Regions from separate parts of the Zea mays genome. Here region 1 is linked to region 2. Evidence: chromatin contacts called from public Hi-C data. All regions are on one chromosome and are shown on one strand. The core of a region is the stretch at or near the end of the contact, and the rest is flanking DNA. Distances in the headings are between cores, read along the strand shown. Region 1 holds the start of LOC100272361. Region 2 holds the start of LOC103637691 (NAC domain-containing protein 86).

Region 1 (6,805 bases), core at 3,395-5,894, 230 kb after region 2:
CGGAGTACAGAAGAATGTTTCTATTACTATGAGTTGCTCAAATTGATGCGGATAACTTTGGGAGCAAACTCAATTTAATATTAGCAAGGGAACTTTTAGAGAGAGGAAAGAGGGGAAAACAAATCAAGTGAAGATCACACAAATGAACATGGTGATTTGTTTACCGAGGTTTGTTTCTAGAGAACCTAGTCCCCGTTGAGGAGGCCACAAAGGCCGGGTCTATTCCAACCCTTTCCCTCTCTCAATCGGTCACACAGACCGGTCGAGGCTTCTCCTTAATCACTTGGGTCAATAAGACATCGCAAGGATCACCACACACTTAGGTTTCTCTTGCTAGCTTTACAAAGCACTTAGAGAATTAAGAATGAGAAGGAGAAAACAATCCAAGCAACAAGAGCAACAAAAGAACACAAAACACCCTCTCCCAAGTCATTAAGGAATTGAGTTGATTTGGAGGCTTGGAGAGCATTTGCTATATTGAATGTGTCTTGGAGTATAGTCTTTTGCTCTTGCAATGAATGTGAAGTTCAGAAAACTTGGATGACTTGAATGGAGGTGGTTGGGGGGTATTTATAGCCCCCAACCACTATTCTAGCCGTTGCTGGCGATGGAGCACCGAACATGGCACTGTTCACTGTCCGGTGCGTTCCACGTCAGCACACCATTGGGGTTTATAGTGGGTGACCATTGGAGTCCTTTGTCCTGTAGCTGCACCGGATAGTCTGGTGGCACACCGGACATATCTGGTGCATTCTGACTTCGCAGCCTAACATCTGACTTCTGTACTGTGTGCTTTTACTATACACGCAGTCGACCGTTGAGCGCCAGGTTACCGTTGCTCCTTTGGCTCACCGGACATGTCTGATGCACACCGGACAGTCCGGTAAATCATAGTGGAGCGTCCCATGGAAAAACCCGAGAGTGAGCAGTTTGCTGGGTGCTCTGCCTGGGGCATCGGACACTGTCCGGTGCGCCACAGGCAACACCATTTCATGTCTTTGCTCCATACTTTTTGAGTCCCCAACTTAATTTCTTTCTTGGTTTATGTTGAACCTTATGCACCTGAGATACATGACATCTAGACAAACTTAGTTAGTCCACGTGGTTTGTGATGGACGTCAAACACCAAAATCGAGTATAGGAAATGTTTTAACCCCTTTTCCCTTTCACTTGCTTATCTATAGCCCGAGGGGAGACTGACATTCCTTCTAAGACCGTGGTTCCTTCCGGGAGTTCCCAAGCCTTCTTTTCTGCTTTGATAGAGACCGGGTGGCCTTCAAGAATCTGGGGATCTTCAGCTCTCATGGGTTGGACTGGGTTGGATGAAGCGGGTTCTTGGATTCGTAGAGCTATACGTTGGTTGTGGGTTACCAAGTAGGCCTACATCAACTTCTGGATGTGCTCGTACTTGGCTTGCTTTAGGGCTTCAACAACAACGGCTTCACAACTTTCCAAGGCAGCTACATGAGCCTGAGTTGTGGTGAGATCCACATGGAGCTGACGCTTGCGCTTCTCTACATCTTCTGCTCGGGCAATCATCTGACGGTGGTGCCGAGCCGAGAGATCATACTGTGCATCCAGGGTAAGCAGGTATTCAGTGAGGTACACGACTGTGGGGTCGTCCTCAAGCAGTTGTTGTCCTTCCAATGCATGCATCCTGGCCATCCAAACAGGACAGTCTCTCTGAAAGGGTGGAAAGAAACTAAGCGGGTATTAGTTACATTAATGTTTAGTACTTCGCCAAGGTAATACATCAATCATTTCATTTATTCTAGCTAAGCCTAGGGGCTTTGGCATCTCAGGTATAATTATATTCAAGGACACACGAGTAGGTTTTAGAATTAAGCCCCACTAGTGGGCCAGAAAATCTCGCTTAGGGGCAACCATCGTTGCAACGGATATGATAAAGTTTTCACCCGTGTTCGTGTGTAATTCAAAGGTGCCAAACCACTCATATACAAGTGATCTCTCATTTTTGTCTTGGACAATTACTCTTTATGACCCCCCTGAGGATGTCTAATACCCTAAGAGTTGTTTTCGTATATCAATTACTTGGTTTTAGGCTCAAGGGGTGCGAGACATATGTCCTTGGTGGATGCATTCAATTTTTTGAATAAGGATCTATTAAAGTCAAAAGATTACATGAAAGGCCCTCAAACTCTTTATGTTAAACAACACGAGGCTTGGGGCTACACCTAATGGATGTGCTTTATAAGAAAGGGCACACCATTTGAAAAAAGTTTGAAAAGCACTTTATGACTTCTATCAAAACAATACTCAGATGTTGCTTGCAAGAAGATTTTAAAGTTCAACCATAAAGATATCAGAGGCTTGGAAAACTAAGATCATGGTTTTCCATAGGGCCGACTAGCCTGCAAGAAGATGAGTCAACCATGGACTACTAGAAAGGCATGGGACAAGCCGACGTGGCTTCCAGTGAGAAAATCGACCTAGTCGACTAAAGGAAGGACAATCTTTATAATAGTATTAGAACTCTTCTGTCTTAGTTGACTAGGACTATAACCGTGTGTCTACCCTAGGTAGAGGTACACCTATTTAATATAACATAAACAATAATTCAACGAAAGACTATCCAACACACAAGACATATGATATTACACTATTTAGTGGTCTAAATCTGTCTAAATTGTCGTTTCATGTTAACCATTGAATTTTGTTTTTCGTCGACACCCACCAAATCTTACCTTGAGTGACCTCATAGTAAGATTGTTGCTCATCAGACATCGACAATAGCTAGCCATTACAATCAGATCATGGCGCGACGTCCATTGTACTCTAGATACACCAGTGCCTTATGGTAGTTTGTTCTCTATAGCATGAGCTACAACCTCCCTAGTAGAATGAACCAGAGCACTTGTCCGGTGAACGCTTTAGCTTCTGGTCCAATGTACACATTGCAATTTGGTGTACCCCAACTCGCTACATTGGACACTTTCGATATCAATGTTGTCGCTATCCCTGAGATACGACACATGTCCTATTTGGTGCCTCTCTTTGGCACATACTAGACACTTGTGGTGCTATATGTCCAAAGGAGTCCTGAACCGAGCAGAGTACGTGGCATGGTTTTGATTGTGTCTTAATTGAGCATTGTAATAGGATGCTAATCAGGTGGTTTATATGTTAGCTTGGCTAGCTTTCCAAGAAAGAAAAGATTATATTTAGATCGATGAACTCCCTAACTTTATTTTACATTATCTAGTAAACAATGTAAGTATTTTCTTAAATTAATAAAGTGCAACAGTTAACTTCCTAAAAAGAACAATTGACACAAAAGAGTTTCGTTTTGGACGTCTAAGTCAAACAATCATAACTTTGGCTACCAATCTTCAAGCCACCTCCAACGTCTATCCCCACCTCTGCCCCGCCCCACATCCCATGCCATTTGGGGGGATTTGCCCTCCAATGGCTCTCTCAATATGTTAACTAGGTCTTTCCTTTGCGATTCTATTCTTGTTTAAGCTTTGTAACATAATAACAATTTGTATTATGATAGTATAAATGCTCTATGATTTTTAAAATTTCAAAAATTGATGATTTTTTTAAATAACTGAGTTATAATGTATATAGGGAGTTGAATAGGGAATGATTAGATACTGCCTTGTATGCGAGGGAGTATCATTTAGGGAACGATTGAAGATGATAATGATTAAATATGGTCTAAAAGGTTCATGTATTTTCACAAAATAAATCTAAAAATAAAATTCACAACATAGATATAAACCATATATATATTATGAAACTGTTTTTCTTAATAAATCTAAAAACATAAATATCATATTATTAATCTCTACAGCTTTTTAAAGTTAACAGTAAAAGATAAACATATTTAACTTAGAATACAACTAAGGCCCTATTTGTTTCGTTGGAATTGAATTCCATTCTAATAATTATAATTTAGACAAAACTAATTAAGTTCATATATTTATATATGTAATTTATTTGTATTTATCTTAAATCATATGAGAAAGATAATTATATACTATATTTATATTATAGAACATTTATATTATAGCGAAGCAAGTATAAGAATGTGTTATAAGTTGTACATTAGAAAAATGACATGAAAATCTATAGAATCAATTTCCATCTCTCACCCCATGAATTTGAGATAGAATTATATGATAATTTTGGAAAGTGGTGGAATATCACGTTTAAAAAAATAGCCTATTTCATTAGTAAGATTTTAATTTCTCAAAATGAAAGAAAAAACGGGACCTAATAGAAAAAGGGGAAGTATACATTAAAGTCAAATCTTGCTTAAGAAATGTCCAAGAAATTATTTTCTTGGCGTATTGTTCGAATATATACGGCGGTTAATACCACTGTGTTCGTTTTACTTTAAAACATGACATTATTTAATGATAAAAAAGGGGGGAAAAGAGAAGAAAACAACGCAAGCTCACTCGCGCTGAAGCCAATTAGGCAAACACGGAAGCCAATTGTCCTGAATGATCCCTCTCCCTACGTGGTAGTAGGGGCTGAAGCCACGAAGACAGAAGGTAAAAGTGAGATCGGAAGCAAGCAACAGCTTGGAAAACGGGCAGAAAAATAAAACGGAAAAGGAGCCAACCAAACCGATCGGTCGACCGATCAATCTCAATCGAAGCACCAGGAAAACTCGCGCAACACAAATCTCAACAATTATCCGGCTGGTGCGCCGGCGAGCACCGTCCTCCGGCGACCGGCTGGGCAGCAGCAGCAAAGGGGGATCTTGTCACGCTTCGAGATCGGTCGCCGCGCTGGGGGCGACTCACTCGCGCCACTCTTCCCCTTCCCTGCGCTGGTGGCGGAACCCTAATGCCGGCCCGAGTCTAGCCGCCATGGACTTTGCCAGCCGCCACGCCGCAGCGGAGGCGGCCACATCGGCATCCGCCGCTGCCCCCGCGGGCGTCGCCGAGGAGCCCGAGTACCTCGCCCGGTACCTCGTCGTCAAGCACTCTTGGAGGGGAAGGTACCGCCGGGTCCTTTGCATCGCCTCTTCCGGCGTCGTCACGCTCGACCCCACCACGCTCAACCTCACCAACTCCTACGATGCCCGCTCCGAGTTCGACCACGCTGAGGCTCTCACCGCCACCGACGAGTTCACGCTCGCAGTCCGCACCGATGCCCGCAGCAAGTTCAAGCCCATGCGCTTCTCGTCGCCGCTCCGCCCGGGGATCCTCACCGAACTCCACCGCCTCCGCCCGGTCCAGGCCTCCTTCGACTTCCCCGTTCTCCACCTCCGCCGACGCACCCACGAATGGTCCTCCTTCGTAAGCACACCCCCTTCCTGAATACCCGCTTCTATCAACTTCACATCCCGCTACTATCTACCGTGTTGTGCTGCCGTGAACAAAAAAAAAAAAAATAGAAATACAAGGCTGTGTTTCTTTTCTTTTTTGAAATAAACAAAGGCTTAGTTTCTGTAAGCAATTGTGCTGTACAACTCTATTCTGATCAATTGATGCTTCCATGCCCAATCTCATCTAGTACTACCCTACTTCATGATTCAACTTGTTGCATCCTTAAGATAATTCACCAGATCTCATAGCACCAGGCTACAAGTTCAAGCAGAACTATTGAAGATAATTCACATATTCACACATTCATTCTTGTTCAGTTGTTTGCGATTTTTTAACTATATGAAAAATAGTGCCACAAAATGTGCTCAAAATAACGACATGCTATGAAATACTACTCCCTCCAGTCAGATCCATATGATGTTTCAGACAGCAAGTCTGGCTTGCTTTTAACTTTAGTTTGTTGTTCGAAATGTCATATATAAGTGACTGGATGTGGTAGATGATTGTAGTGTACCAGTTCTATGGTCATTATTTAGATACCTAGCTGATTGCGGAGACCATCTTTGATAACTTATTACTCACATAATGCTGTATTGAAAGAAATACTGTTGTATTATCATCACATGATGTCTAATACTTTGGTTCTTGTATCTGAACATTCTGTAGAAATTTAAGGTCACTCCTGTGGGTGTTGAGCTCCTTGAGGCTTCTGGTGATATACGCTGGTGCTTGGACTTCAGAGATATGAATTCTCCGGCAATTGTACTCTTGGGGGATAGCTATGGGAGGAAGACTTCTGAAGGTGGAGGGTTTGTGCTATGCCCTCTTTATGGTAGGAAGTCAAAAGCTTTTATGGCTGCTTCAGGAACTACAAACACTGCAATTATATCGCATATGGTACACAATTTTGACCTTGTTCTTTTTGGTCGTTCCACTCCAGTGATACATGTTTTTTGTAGTTCTATGTAACTTCCTTTGTTGGTCATCTTTCAGACGAAAACTGCCAAATTAAAGATTGGATTATCACTATCTGTGGATAACTCACAATCAATGAAAGCGGATGACTTCATAGCAAAAAGAGGTAGACAGATCTCTAGTGATGGTGAACTTTAGATGTACTCTATTTTATTAGAGAATCTATTTAGATGTTGATAAGGATGAAGATGCTTGCTCAATACTTTTATATATCTACTTGATGTTCTCACTGCATTATCATGCCTCTAGTTTTGCCTTTCCATCCATATGTTTTGTAACTTGGCAGCTTGCAAAACACAAATGAACTGTGAGAATTAGGTAAAATGCCACCTTCAAGCTCCACATTGATCAACAAAATTCGCACTTGTCTCATGTTTTCGTTACACATTTATTGATGCTGCCGACCCTACATTCGTCTCATATAATAAAGGATTTAAAACTCTCAGTGATAGTTTATTTGTTACCTGTGAGCCCACTATGGTTTTCTCTGATTTTACTTGTATGTGGACTTCTTTCCCAGCTAT
Region 2 (7,413 bases), core at 117-2,616:
CGTGAATCTCATGGTTCCTCTTTTTGCCTTTTTCTGGTAATTAATGTATGTATGCATGTACGTACTGTGCATGGAAAAACGAACTGTCTGAGGGATATACTAGTCCAAAATGAGCTCTAAATGCTTCAACATCAAGTTTTTTGCATTCAAAGTAAAAAACCCTTAAACATCAAGTATTTGAAGATTGGAGGGAGTAGTTAGTAAGATACGGTGCGACCAGATTTTTTTGTTGTATTTTAGTTATTTTTCCGAACAATTTTCACGTTTAGACCTATAGAGTACTTAATGTTGTTTTATGATTTTTTTTAGCGTCATAGATCATAGCGCCGAGATAACACTTATCGGCGTCATGACCTATAGCACCGGTCACCGCAGGCACAGGTGGGCTGGCGTGGCAGCAGACGTAACTCTTTTTGTTGAAAAAAAAGCTAAAATAAAAAGGAAATAAGTTAAAATACAAAAACGTGCCATGACCCGTCTGGAATAAGTTAAGTCGATCAGCCACCTGTCTGAACATGAGCTGTAAAAACCAAGAGAAAACAGGCGAGAGTAATAAGAATTAAAAAAAACTGGGCGGTGAAGAAAACTCATCCCATCCTCGGGCTCATCTCCAAATCCAGCAACGACGGGCTAAGCACGGATCTACTACTAGCTAGCATCTACCTCATGGATGATATGGACAAACCAAAAAAGTTTATATGAACAGACAAATTCGCGCTTTTGGGCCAGGCGGCACAACAATCCGGAGAGCGCGCGCGCGCGCGCAGCAAAAGCGGAGAAGGGCCCCCGATCTGAAGCCGATCCCGGAACGGTATAAACGGCCGCCTCTACTAGATTAGTAGGATCAGACACAGTACGTAGATGGAAACTACGTGCAGGTGCAGGTGCAGGACAGACAACACGCATGCTTTGCTTTGCTTTGCTTTGTGTGGGCTCCTCCAGCCCTCCTTAGCTAGCTGTCGATTCGCAAGCACGACTACCTGAACGAAACACGGACGACCATGTGGCTAGCATGTACCTGTACCCACTGACGAATGGACTGAGCTGAGCGCACGCACGCACCGTACCACACGAGAGGGGCTTGACACGCGTTGCGCGCTCTTTTGGTTAGCAGCCAGTCATCGCAAGGCGGCCAGCGGTTTTGGCGAGCTGCGTGTGTGTGTGTCCAGTGACAAGGTTTCACGCGGCGGCTGGGTGGTGGTGGACTGGTGGTGGTGGCGCGAGAGGTAGGCTTTGGAATTGCTTCGCGCGGACGACCGCCGACCTCGCCCTCGCTTTCCCTAGTTCCCAGTTTAGACTAGTAGTTTGTAGTTTCCGTGTCCGTTTCCCCTGTCCGCGTCCGTGTCTATATAAACGGCATCGCCCCGCGGCTTCTCACACCCTCTCCTCCTCCTCCCTCCTGCCGCTGCTCTCTCTCTCTCCGTTCCTGATCGGCAAGGCAACTTATTGAAGCAGCCTCTCTCCCTCGACGGCTGGACCTCAACAATTGTTTGTTCTTGAGGCCCGCCAGACCTTAATAATCTTGCTGGCTGGCTGGCTGGTAACTTACTAATCTAGCTAGCTATAGGCGGCTCTGACCCTCTGATAATGGTCTTGGACTCCATCGGCTTCTTCTTCGTCGTCGTCATAGTCATCCCCCGCGCGCTGCTTAGGAAGAGCTTCTATTTCTGGATCTTCCACGTCTTCAACAGATATCCCCTCCTCAACCTCCTCCTCTTCCATTGCCAGCCGCGCACTGATCTATCTACTAACCGCCGCTCTAGCTAGCACACAGCCTACACATACGCATCTGCTGCCTGAAATATTTGCTTGGCAGAGTTGACATTTACATTCGATCTCTCGGTTACTAGTGTAGTAGTAGTGTTGGATCGGCAGCATTTATTTGCTTCCCCCTGCCGCTGCCGGCCATGGGCACCATGACCCTGCCGCCCGGGTTCCGCTTCCACCCCACCGACGACGAGCTGGTGAGCTACTACCTCAAGAGGAAGGTGGACAACCTCAAGATCGAGCTCGAGGTCATCCCCGTCGTCGACCTCTACAAGTCCGAGCCATGGGAACTACCAGGTGTGTGTGTACTTGCTACTAGCTGTATACCCTATATATCCTGTCGTTCTTCTCTCCCGGCCCGGGCATCTCGCTCTCTCCCCTTTTTCTCCCTAGCTAGCTAGGCTAGGCCGGTCGCAGATAACAGCATATATAGGCTTTTCAACAACAACAACAAAAAAGAAACATGGTGCTCAGAACAGAGAATCACTGTATTATTTCCGTACGTAACTGGTTAATTAATTGTTGCAGACAAGTCGTTCCTGCCGAAGCGCGACCTGGAGTGGTTCTTCTTCTGCCCCCGCGATCGCAAGTACCCCAACGGGTCGCGCACCAACCGCGCCACGGCGACGGGCTACTGGAAGGCGACGGGCAAGGACCGGCGCGTGGCGTGCGACGGCGGCGTCTACGGCCTCCGCAAGACGCTCGTCTTCTACCGCGGCCGCGCGCCAGGCGGCGAGCGCACCGACTGGGTCATGCACGAGTACCGCCTCTGCCAGGACCTCGTCCACGGCGCGTGCAACTTCATCGTACGCGCTGCGTCCCCTTCAACTCGTCCCATCATTCTATTCTCTTCTCTTCTGCTCATCGCTCAGCTAATTAGCTAAACTGACCGCCGGCTGCTCACGTACGTACGTGTGTGCAGGGCGCCTACGCGCTGTGCCGCGTGATCAAGCGGCACGAGGCCGGGCTGCTGCTGCCGCCGCCTGCGAGCAGGGCCAAAGCGGCCGGCAGCGCGAGAGGGCACATGATGAGCGAGGTCTCCAGCGGCGAGCAGCTAAGCGCGTCGTCGTCGCCGTCGCCGTTCACGCCCGCCAACTCCAGCCCCACTCGTCCCACGCTGGACGCGGCGGGAGCTGTAACGTGCGCCATGGCTCCTGAACCCGGCAACGCGTTCCAGCTGGCGCACGACGCGAGCGCGGCCCTTCCCTCCCTCGCGCTGCCTCCGCCGCCCCTGCTCCTGCCGTCTCCCCACGAGGACGACACGTTTTTCGTCAGCGAAGGCCTCCCCGCCGCGGCGGCGGACTGGTTCGGCGGAGACATGGGCGGCGTCTCGGAGTCGGAGCAGGAGCTGAAATGGGACGCCTTGTTCCCCTGCACAGGCACGTTCCCGAGCGTAGGTAGGTACACTCCTGACTCCTCCCTCCTATGCAGGCATCCATGATCCATCCATGTGAGTGACGGCGGCCTGCTGTCTGAACGTGTGCAGGTGTCGACACGTGGAACGCGGCGGCCGCGAGCCCGACGACCATGCTGTGCCGGCAGGCGAGCGACGGCATCGACGACCTGGCCGCCTTCTTCTTCTCGGAGGACAACAGGATCGTCTTCTGAATCCTTTTAATAACAGAACAGAGCACAGCACAGCACATATTGGGAACTATTGCTACAGAGGGTGATGGCGTCTTTTTTATTACAGTCTTCTCTGTAGCACTCGGTCGGTGTGCTGTGTACGGCCGTGTCACTTTCTAATACTACTTAGTACTACTACTACTTGCGTGCTTGACCAGTACTGTACTGTGATGTGTACGACAACGCAAAATATTGCACTGCTTTGTAGCCCCTTGTTAACCATTCTCAATTCAATGCCATTATTGTATTGTACCCCGGCAATTACATGTTGCGTGCAGTGCTGCGATCACGATTGGGGTTTCTGTTCATCATCATCAGCAGCAGAAGAAGAAGAAGCTACTCCAAGCAAGGTAGGGAAGTAGGCACAGTATAACGTTGAAGGTGGTGTGGTGGCAGCCAGCTGAAATAGCTTCATGAGATGAGAAGATGGCGCGCGGAAAGCAAGGGATGGCTTAGCAGCCAAGGACGAACCAAGCAGCTAGCAGACCAGTTACGTGACCATTCACCTCAGGGAAACGAAACGGTGGACACGAACATTCCCCAGGAACCTGGACGACGGCACGCAATTCAGAGCCAGGAAAGCGCTACTAGTATTATTCAGGACAGAAAGGGGACGGGAGAATATATAGCATGGGCCATGGGGGAAACAGGTCGCCGTCGTTCCACGAATCTGACGGCGAAAGGAGGTGAGGGCGGCGAGCAGCCATCGTCAGCAAGTGATAATCATGTTCATGTCAAACGCGGGTGCGCGCTCCCTTTTTCTCTCAGTCTCCGCACCGCACCAGCTTGCGAATGTTTTGCGCTGGGAGCAGCGGAGAGTCGGCCGGAGGAATCCCTGTCTCTGCTTGCTTTGGCCTGGTGTCTAGTATATTCTGTCGACGCCTGGTGTCTAGTAAAAGTTGGTGAAAACTTGGCTGTATATATGTATGTGTATTTGCATGCGTTGTTCTAGGGAAAATATGAAAAAGTGCCCCAGAACAGTCAACTACTGTACTGTGGTAGTCCGAATGTCCGACCTATCTCCTTCCGTTCAAAAACCAAATGTCTGTGCTCCTTAAACGATGATGAAACTGTCCAATTTACCTTCCTAATAGTGTTGACTGACATGGCACACACCACGTCGTAGCGTCGCGTCGTGAGGTAAATTAGGCTTTCAGGATAGTTCAGGAAAGCCAATTAGACTTTATAAAAGAAGTTGTAAACATATTTTCGAAAAAAAATAAAACATTTTTTTCCTAAAATTAAATCATAAAAAACTCAAAGAAGTTGTATCATTTAAGCTTCTAAATTATATTATACTAGTTGAATGCCCGTGCGTTGCAACAGGAATATATAATACCAGTATACTACGATAACTTATATACAAAATATGTATTATACTGTTATAAGAAAATGTTTCATAATCAATTTGTGATTCTGCCCATACATAAATTTTGTTATTTATAATCTATCTGTTTCACCACTACATTGCAACCATCAGTATCATGCAGACTTCGATATATGTCACGATTTGCATGGTCTCATCATTGGAGAGCACGTTTCACACATACCGAAACAAATTCCCTCATACATCGTTAGTCATCAGACACGTACCACCATACGCTTTTGCTTAAACAAAAAAGCAAGTGTGTGTTTGCGAAGAGAATTAAAGACAAGCCGACACAAAAGCTACCCCAACGGTGGCGAGGATGACGAACTGGTCATTGTTGTCGTTCCTCCTCTGCGTCACCTCTGGCGCCAAGATGTCGTCATAGTCCTCGATATAGTAGTCGTCGAACGCGCGCGACATACCGAGTACTGATGACTCTTGGCTGGGCTGTAAAACGAAGTGCTCCCCGGGCTCATCAGCAAGGTAGTACCCCTGACCGTTGCACCACCGGATGCGCTACTCCTCTACATACATCGTGTTCGAGGACACTCATACAACGTCAGCAACGGCCATCGTCTCAGCGAAGAATTCATGGCCAGTCAGTAGTGACTTACGTGGCAGGTTGGGCTTCAGGTGGACTAGGGATGAAAACAGTCGGGAACGGTCGATAAAATACCTCTACCGTTTTCATTTTCATATTTAACTTGCGGGACGGAAACGAAAACGGGATATATCGGTAACGAAAACGAACGGGATAAATACGGTAATCGAAAACCGATACGATCCGGTCGGGTTAAAGCCGAAATCGGACGGGAACCGGTATTTTTGTTCGGTAAAATCACACCATGAAAACATATATTCAAAACTTAAAAACAAATATAAAAAATTGTAAACACAAGTCTTAATTAAACATAGATAAAAGCCATATATATCCGGAGCACACGTAGTTTAATGTAGCACATAAGTGACAAGTCTTGGGCTCTTGGCTAACATAAGAAGCCATATAAGTCTACTAGCACACATGACACAATATAAAGTTTAAAACACATATTCATAATCACTTGCTCACATCTGGATCACTTAGCATGCATAGACTATTACAACCAAGGCTCATCTGTCAACAAACATAAGACACATTGCTCATGGAGAGGAGCCACTTGCTACATCTTCATTATTCTTAGAAAATTCTAGTGCGTCTTCATCCTGTTAATACACAAAAATAAGTCAGTTTTGGATAAATAAATACATATAGAAGAACATGAATTGATATGCAGGGAGTATAAATAAATACATATAGAAGAACATGAATCTGTCAACTAACACGACTGGGAGCTAGGCAGCTAGCAGCTAGCGCCTAACAGCTGGGAGCTAGGCAGCTAGCAGCTAGCGCCTAACAGCTAGCAGCTAGCGCCTAACAGCTAGCAGCCATGCAGGGAGTATAACACGGCTGGGAGATAGCAGCAAGGCGCATGCATCAAAGCAAGGCGACAGCAAACAGCCCATGCATCAAAACAGTAGTGAATAATAACAAATTAATAGCCCATGCACGAAGTAAATAATAATCTTTAAATACCTCATCCATATGATTCTCATGATTTGTTGCAGCAGTAATAAGAGTCTAGCACCTCGAGATCACCGATCATTGTTGGAAAATATGTAGCACCTTGAATGACACAAATATGCATCAATATAAGTAAAATAATTATTGAATAACTATAAATTGGAACTTCATTATAACATATATGCATTCACCTTTCCTAGATGCTGCTACCCAATCTTTTGTGCATATCAAAGCTTCAACAATCTCCGAACCAAGACGATTGCGGTAAGGATCAACAACACGAGCACCAGCACTGAACGCAGACTCAGAAGCAACAGTTGACACTTGTATTGCTAGCACATCCCTTGCAATTTGGGTGAGAATAGGATATTCTGCAACCCTTCCCCTCCACCATGATAAAATATCAAACTGACCACTATGCTTCAAAAGGGGTTCAGACATATATTTATCCAATTCATTTGACTCTACTTGATCATAATCCTTCAACTCATGCAAATAGTTTTGAAATTCATCATCTTCATTTTCCATCAAGGTATCATCTATACTATCATTAGTAGTTGTCTTTGTCTTTGGAGCTGAAGGAGTACAACTAGAATAGAATTGATACAATTTTCTAATGACCCTAACAAAGTCATCTACATGAATTTTGTATGAATCACCATGGAATTTTTTCATATAGAACTCAATCAATATTTTCTTGTACCTAGGGTCAAGGAAGCATGCTACAGCTAGTGCAATATTAGACACTTTCCAATATTTATCAAACTTTTCACTCATTGCAACGGCCATTCTCCTAATGACAAATTTTTCATGAACACACCATTGGTCAATCAAATCCTTTATCTCACATAAACCTTTGTAAAATAAATTTGCAGTGGAATATTGAGTACCAGATAGAAGTTCAGTGAGATCAAAAAACTTCTTCAAACACTTAAAAAGAGTTAATGCCATCTTCCACTCCTCGGCTTTGGGACAAATTGCTTCGTACCTACAAGAATTGACATTTGATTAATTGAGAATTTATAATGATGACATGTACAACAATTGAGACAAACGTACCTGCGAGGATCACTTGTTTTAAGCCTTATTA

The links. Hi-C and Micro-C count contacts between places; a contact is called where the count stands out from the background.
Region 1: a contact with region 2 is called in a Hi-C map of ear, with 4 times the contacts expected there. The contact joins the promoter of LOC100272361 here to the promoter of LOC103637691 in region 2. A contact is called at or near these places in 7 of 25 Hi-C or Micro-C datasets (bundle sheath, ear, endosperm and 2 more).

What each region holds. Positions count from the first base shown.
Region 1 is chr1:99,723,543-99,730,347 of Zm-B73-REFERENCE-NAM-5.0, forward strand. LOC100272361 reads left to right here and starts at 4,645. Exons shown (of 22, transcript NM_001359605.1): 1 at 4,645-5,276; 2 at 5,973-6,203; 3 at 6,300-6,387; 4 at 6,802-6,805. The coding sequence starts at 4,845.
Region 2 is chr1:99,498,677-99,506,089 of Zm-B73-REFERENCE-NAM-5.0, forward strand. LOC103637691 (NAC domain-containing protein 86) reads left to right here and starts at 1,367. Exons shown (of 5, transcript XM_008660334.4): 1 at 1,367-2,064; 2 at 2,296-2,573; 3 at 2,690-3,068; 4 at 3,071-3,164; 5 at 3,254-4,314. The coding sequence starts at 1,908. The coding sequence ends at 3,440.